Regions from separate parts of the Ovis aries genome. Here region 1 is linked to region 2. The links are chromatin contacts, called in public Hi-C maps. All regions are on one chromosome and are shown on one strand. The core of a region is the stretch at or near the end of the contact, and the rest is flanking DNA. Distances in the headings are between cores, read along the strand shown. Region 1 overlaps FAF1 (Fas associated factor 1). Region 2 has its middle 40 kb from the start of DMRTA2.

Evidence for each region. Hi-C and Micro-C count contacts between places; a contact is called where the count stands out from the background.
Region 1: a Hi-C map of hypothalamus shows a contact between it and region 2, with 4 times the contacts expected there. The contact joins two enhancer-like sites. A contact is called at or near these places in 5 of 16 Hi-C or Micro-C datasets (hypothalamus, liver, muscle and 1 more).

What each region holds. Positions count from the first base shown.
Region 1 is chr1:25,200,573-25,204,178 of ARS-UI_Ramb_v3.0, reverse strand. The region is part of intron 8 of FAF1 (Fas associated factor 1); the gene reads left to right. Among named protein-coding and RNA genes, the nearest start is that of FAF1, 230 kb to the left of the region's middle. Within about 2 kb of position 2,313, at least 5 of the 54 cell types and tissues checked have an H3K27ac peak or open chromatin away from gene starts, as enhancers often do. A contact at or near this core is called in hypothalamus, where this site is marked.
Region 2 is chr1:24,877,029-24,880,421 of ARS-UI_Ramb_v3.0, reverse strand. No RefSeq gene overlaps it. Among named protein-coding and RNA genes, the nearest start is that of DMRTA2, 40 kb to the left of the region's middle. Within about 2 kb of position 1,596, at least 1 of the 54 cell types and tissues checked has an H3K27ac peak or open chromatin away from gene starts, as enhancers often do. A contact at or near this core is called in hypothalamus, where this site is marked.

The sequences.
Region 1 (3,606 bases), core at 1,064-3,563, 320 kb before region 2:
TAAAAAATCCATTATCCTTTTCCATTATGACAAGATAGTTTATAAAAATTATCAAATAATGTAATGATAATTTCATGATATTTCTACTTTTGGGGTCCTCAATCAGCTGGTTGGCACACTGTAGTGACTTTCCTTGAAAATTTAAACAATCTTACCTTAATCTAATGAATTTTCTACCCTGAGAGTTTAGATTTTTTAAACAGTTAATTGTATAGATCTAAGTAATTCTGTCTTCAAATACTATTAAAGATCTGTGGTTACAAATGCACTTGGGATTGGTTAAATTAAGGAGAAGAAAAGATTGATTTGCCTACTGTAAATCCTAATCCCAGGTGTGGAAAAGGATATAAAGTCCCTGAAATCAAGCCAACTTTTCTTGGAAACTAATTCTTTGTTGTCCATCTTGCTATTGCAGAAGCTCCTGTTAGACAAAATATCCACTTTGCTTTGTAGATGTCATACAAATTTAAGGAATATACACATGACCCAGAATAATAAGGATTAAAGAAACAAAGTAATTTTGGTTCTGAATCATGGAGTATTCCATGTCTCATACAGCAGAAGGCATGATGAATAGCTATTGGAATTGTTTAAATTCTTTTCTGAGTTTCACTTTATCCTAAAATTCTCACTGTTCTTGTTAATGTTGATTTATTTCTTAATGGGAATTAAAGGGAAAAATTGACAACCTATAAAGATACATCTTGGATGAAATAGTAGAACATTTTACTACTAATACTAGTAATTGTTAAGTAGGAAGCTACAAATTTGAATTAGCAAGTAGAAGTAAATTAAATAAATCATACCAGTCCTTGAAAATAATGTCAGCTAAATAACTGTGAACTCATGAGGCTAATTCTGATTCTGCAAATTGAAATTCCTGTTAGGGTTTTGTGTGCATTTTTCTTTTCCTACTTTCTTAACTTGCTTGACTAACATATATTTCAAACTATTCTCCTTTAGTGCTAGAGGTTAGTACCAGTAATTAAATATGTAGTCTTTTACAGGTTATACTAAGGAGCAATTTTCTAGTAGTGTATTGACTGTAACTTCTTAACTAATGTGCCCTTTCTATATATGTTTTAGATACAGTTTGTTGGTTTGTTTGTTTTCCAGTATGGAGAGTGTAGGGGCTGCTGGCACAGAACTGAAGAGTAGGGAGTTGAGAATGTTCATATGCAATAGGATAAATTAAATTGTGTGCTTAATTAAAAATTTAAGTGGTTTATTTTTATTGCAAGATAAATGACATATAAGCTCAATTAGAATGAACCCATTTTAATTAGCATGTATCATAGTCTGATTTTTTTTTAATTTGAAATCACAAATGATACCTAAGCAAGAATAAAAGATAATTTCTTAAGAAACTGGGCAGTGAATTCAAGCCTTTATTCAGCTTTCAGGAAAGGAGATTATAAGTTTCTTTTAAATATGCATGTATATTATAAGTTTCACATTGCACTTTATAACAGAGATGTGTTGAAGTTATGCTATTTCAAATGAATAAATAAGTAATGATCAGTTTATAAATATTGGGGTTTTCTGTGATGCTTAATAAATTATCTCCTTAGGAAATACATTTAATATTTACAATGCAGCCATTAGAACTGACAAGTCTTTCTCTCCCTCTGAAAGTATTTTAAAATTATCTCCATTGGGCTTTTTTTTTTTTAGCCCATGTAAGTATTTCTTCTCCTACATTTCAAGAAGATAGAAACAATGAAATTTTGTTAAAAAGTTGACAGAGGTTTAGACCTTTGTTACTTAAGGTACGGGTATTCTAACAACTTCTTGGCCGACTGTATTTCATCATCTGTGATTTGTGTGTTGGTAGGTTTTAAATGCCTGTGGTAAGAGATATTATGTTCAGTTTTCAGAAACTAATAAACATAAGACATTTTTATATGCAAGAAAAGGCAGAGAGTAAATAATTGCACTGGTGACCAATACTGTAATAATCCTGTTTTACAATATGCACTTGACAGGTTGTAATAGTGCTAATTGAAGAGACTAATTCACACTTGCTTCATTCTATTCAAAGGCAAAATCAGCAGCTTGTTTTGCTTTTGACCAGATGGTCCTCATGAACACCTACTGTGCACTTTAAGTGCTTTACTAGAATTACAAAGGCTGGGGGGCTGCGTTCGACTCCAAATGATTTGAGGAGAGAGGGAGAGAGAGAGGGAGGAAAAAAATCCCTCTGTGCTCAATGGATTTGGTGCAAGTAAATTAATTCTAGTAGACCCATTACACACTGAGCCCCCTTTTCAAAGCTCTGAGCCTCCTCGCTTGCTCTGTAGCAATGAGAAAGAGAAAGAGAAAGGCAGATTACTGCAAACAGAAATAAAAAAAAAGGGGGTATGAAAGGGAGAAAAGAGGCCTTGAAGCCTTTCATATCATTTGAGTTTTTCAAGTGCGTTATTTTTGGGGAGGGTGGATGTCTGAAAAGCCAATTGGAGTTTTTTTTGTTTTAAAGTGCGCTATTTAAGCACCATGAATATAGGCGCAAGAGCAACAGTTGACTGAGTTTACTGTGGTGAAGCTTTGTGTTCGAGGATGAATCAAATTCATTATATTCAACTCTTTGTGTTTTAACATGAATGTAGGGTTAGTTTCACAAGACTGTGTCTGTTTAGGATAATTATAATTTAATATTTTCCTTTCATAAAGTTATCACTGTAGATGTCTAAAATTTTAATCAAAGCAGATTTTGTACATTGACTTTGAAGCACCCTGACAGTTTAAAATTCAAAGGAAAGCTTTTTTAGTTTTCAAAAGAAAAGAAAGGCTCATTCTAATGGCATTGAAGCAGAGATTATTATAACTAATTAGAAGTCACACATCTGTTAGCTTTTGGTTTGTGACTTACTTATGAATTTTTTGAGTAAAATATATACTTAAAAAATATATCGCTGTTACTGAGTAAACCGAAAGGGATAAAATGCCCTTAAAAAAGAACCAGTTATTTGAGCCAACCATTTTTCCAGATCTCCACATGGTACCATAAAAATATATAATGTATTAAAGTCCATTAAATGTAAATTGGACTTGTGTAATTAATAACCTTAAGTTCAAATGAACTTCCAAATTGTTTTTGCATAGCTCTGCTTAGCATAATTCTGATTAGTAACCAAAATTATTATAAAATTAGAAAGAAAGTAAAAGCAAACCTAGTTTGTGCAAATTTATAGTTATTTTTTATTCTTAAAGCTGTTTGTGTACAATTCTAACTTGGAATACTGACAATGTAAAATAATTAATTCTTATTCTAAGGTATATGGATTAAAATACAAAGGATCACATGCAAATTATTTTGTGCTTTTTTATATTTTGGGCATAATTCTCTTATGATATATTTTTGTTCCATGGTTTACTTTTGTTTAATGGCACATATTACACTGTAATCAAGTTTATTTTAAATATAGCCATTAGCAAAGAACAGCAGAATCATACCAATAGTATATGACTTATGTGATAATTATAAACATTTTACAAAAAAATAAATGTCTAGAGTTTACATTTTGGCATAATGTACCAATATGCTTTATATGTCAATATGTTTTAGTTATATTCTTAGAAAATAAAATATAGAAATTAGACATATAA
Region 2 (3,393 bases), core at 347-2,846:
GGAAACTAAGGCTCCCCTCCATGTTTTGAGATTATTATTTTTCAATAATCATTTTGTTACAGGAGAATCTCCACTAGTATTTATATAGAGCAAAAAAGCTGTTATTACTCCCAGAACATGATACAAAAATTATCTTTCATACAGCAAAAGAAAAAAAAAACTAACAAGATGAAAATGTCTTCATGTTATAATTCGCATTAGTTTTTTTAAATTAGAGCATTACAATTAAGAGATTAAATTATCAATTCACTTGGTATATTTAGGAATTAAGTTACAGAATGATACAAATCACAGTCTAGTTCAAAAGTTACTCCCCTTTCCCTTGTGAGTCATTTGTCCTGATTGTTCTTTTTATTTATTTAAAATTAATTTACTTATTTTAATTGGAGGCTAATTGCTTTACTACATTGTAGTGCCTTTTGCCACACATTGACATGAATCCGCCACGGGTGTACATGTGCCCCTGTTCTGAACCCCCTCCCACCTCCCTCCCCATCCCATCCCTCAGAGCCGTCCCAGGTCCCAGTGCACCGGCCCTGAGCGCCCTGTCTCATGCATTGAACCTGGACTGGTGATCTATTTCACATATGGTAATATATGTGTTTCAATGCTGTTCTCTCAAATCATCCCACCCTCGCCTTCTCCCACGGAGTCCAAAAGTCTGTTCTTTACATCTGTGTTTCTTTTGCTGTCTCACAAATAGGGTCATCATTACCATCTTTCTAAATTCCATATATATGCGTTAATATACTGTACTGATATTTTTCTTTCTGACTTACTTCATTCTGATTGTTCTTTTAAAATTCTTTTTATTTCCTAACACTGGATTTTACTTATTTGTCTTGTTTATAATCTGATGTCCAAATAAAATGTTAGTCCAAAAAACAAAAAAAAAGATACATATACTTTTAAAGTGTGATGTGCCAACCAAGTTTAAATTTTTACCACTAATTAGGATTCAGATTTCAGAGTAGGGGAACATTTTGGTTGATTTTGTGATATGTATAAAGGTTAAAAAGGGCAAGGGAGGAGGAAGATATCTGTAAATAATTTCACAGAAAAAACTTTATAAAAACAGATAACTAAGTTTTTAAATGGATAAAACGTTCTAACCTGTTGTCACAAGGTAGAAAAACACAATAATTGTTGGCGTTTATGCTGAGTGCTAGTCTAGCACGTTATATCTGTTGTTTCATTTAATTCTCACAACAACGCCGTGAAACAAGTAAGGAAAGTGAGGCAGCGAAGTTAAATAACCCAGCCAGGAAGCTATCTAGTGAGGATTCCGCGTCCTAACAGTTGACCACAGTCCTCTCTCTTCCCCAGTTCCCTCATCAATGAAAAGGGTTCGCAGTAATCACAGGCTCAGACAGCACCTAGAGGGGTCACTGTCAGGATTAGCAGTGCTGGGCTCCCCTGTGGCTCTGGGGCTTCCAGGCGCACCTTTACTGGACGTCTGGCTGCCTGTCTCCCCTCTCTTCATTTTACTGCCTTCACTTTCATCTTTTGTCTCTCTGTGTTTCTAGCCCTCTCTAGGTCTTTCTCCCTGTCTCCTTACCCTCTTCCACCCCCATCCCAAGGCCCTCTGTCTTCTCCGCCTGTCCTCTGCTGCCCCCGTGTGGCCCAAAGTGGAAAGGCAGCTCCTCCCGGGCCCCACCCCTTCGGGGCTCCGCGCACCTGAGCGCGCAGCTGGGGTGAGCCTGGTGCATCCAGATGTGACGCCACGCTGGAGGCTCACCCTCTGCCCGCTTCAGACAAGGGTGTGGGTTTGGCACTCAGCCTTGGACTTGGCTCCGCCCGCCCCCTGCCCCCGACCTATCTGACCTCATCTAGGTGCAGGGGACAGAGGCCTGGCTCTCGCCTCGGTTCTGTGTGACTCCCCCCACCCCCCAATTTCCCGCTACCCGCGAGTACGCTGCGCTGCCCGGCTCCTTCCTGAGCTTCAATTCCGAGGAGGGCTCTTGCCTCTGAAATGCAGTGAAATTTGAACTGAGGAACTGTGACGGTTTTTCGCTAGCCTCATCACCCCAAGGACCGCTCTCTCCCGCCACACCTAGTGGTCTCCCTTTTAATTGCTGCGGTTGTAACTGCAGGTCGAGGTGGTCACTATGCGTACACAGAGGAATTTATTCGCCTTCGTGATGTGAAAACACGGGCATCTCAGGATACCTTTCTTACACTACCCAGCCCGTTCGAGGTATTCTCCCGTCGGAATCCTGATGAACATCCTCTTCTTAAACTGTTTTATATGATTTCACAATATTTAACTCACGTGCTTAAATATATTTTAAAACTGTGTGCCATGTGTGGTCTTTGTAGAAAGATTAGAAAACCCAGCAAAGGACTTCCAACTAAAGATGACAGGCTGGACACGTCTGTTCTTTTCCTGACATTCCACTAAAATGACAGCAAAAAGATTTGATTAATAGATTTAAAGCTGCAAGGACTTAGTGAACAGGAGAGGAGATGCCAGCAGCAAGGAAGCTAGGAACTCATTTGAGTCAAAAGACTTCAGAAAGCTGCATGATACACCCCCAATGGTCTACGCAAGAAACTGGGTTTACATTGGGAACCCTCCAAAGGCTCAGGCACTTCTAGAAGTAGGTGGGCTGGAAAAAAAAGGACAGTAGACAGACCACCTACTCAGCTCAGCTACCCCATTCAGTTCCTGGGTTGAGAAGATCTTGGGTTGGAAGATACCCTGGAGAAGGGATAGGCTACCCACTCCAGTTTTCTTGGGCTTCCCTGATTACTCAGCTGATAAACAATTCACCTGCAATGTGGGAGACCTGGGTTCGATCTCTGGCTTCAGAAGATCCCCTGAAGGAGGGCATGACAACCCACTCCAGTATTCTTGCCTGGGAATCCCCATAGGTAGAGGAGTCTGGTGGGCTACAGTCCATTGGGTTGCAAAGAGTTGGACACGCTGAGTAACTAAGCACAGCACACAGGGAGTTAGTGAAGGGCAGGGAAGCCTGATGTGCTGCAGTTCATGGGGTCACAAACAGTCAGACATGACTTATCAACTCAACAACAATATTTCCTAAGGCCCACTTGACTTCACACTCCAGTATTAGATTTTATTTTTATTTTTATTTTTTTTTGAGTTGGCACTTTTATTTTCTCAGCTGAATTTTATCAACTTTCATCAACAATAACATATTCTCAATGCTTTGCTCCAAGAATAAATGGAGTAGAGTTAATTCATAGGATTGTCAGAAGATCAAATTGCCAAAAATCTCTATACTTTTTTTTTTTTAGTTTTTAGATTTTAATTTATTTTTATTGTAGTAAAATATACATAAATGCTACCATTTTAACTATTCTTAAGTGTACAACTCAGTGGCATTAATTCCATTCATATTGTGGGGCAAACATCACTGTTATCCATCT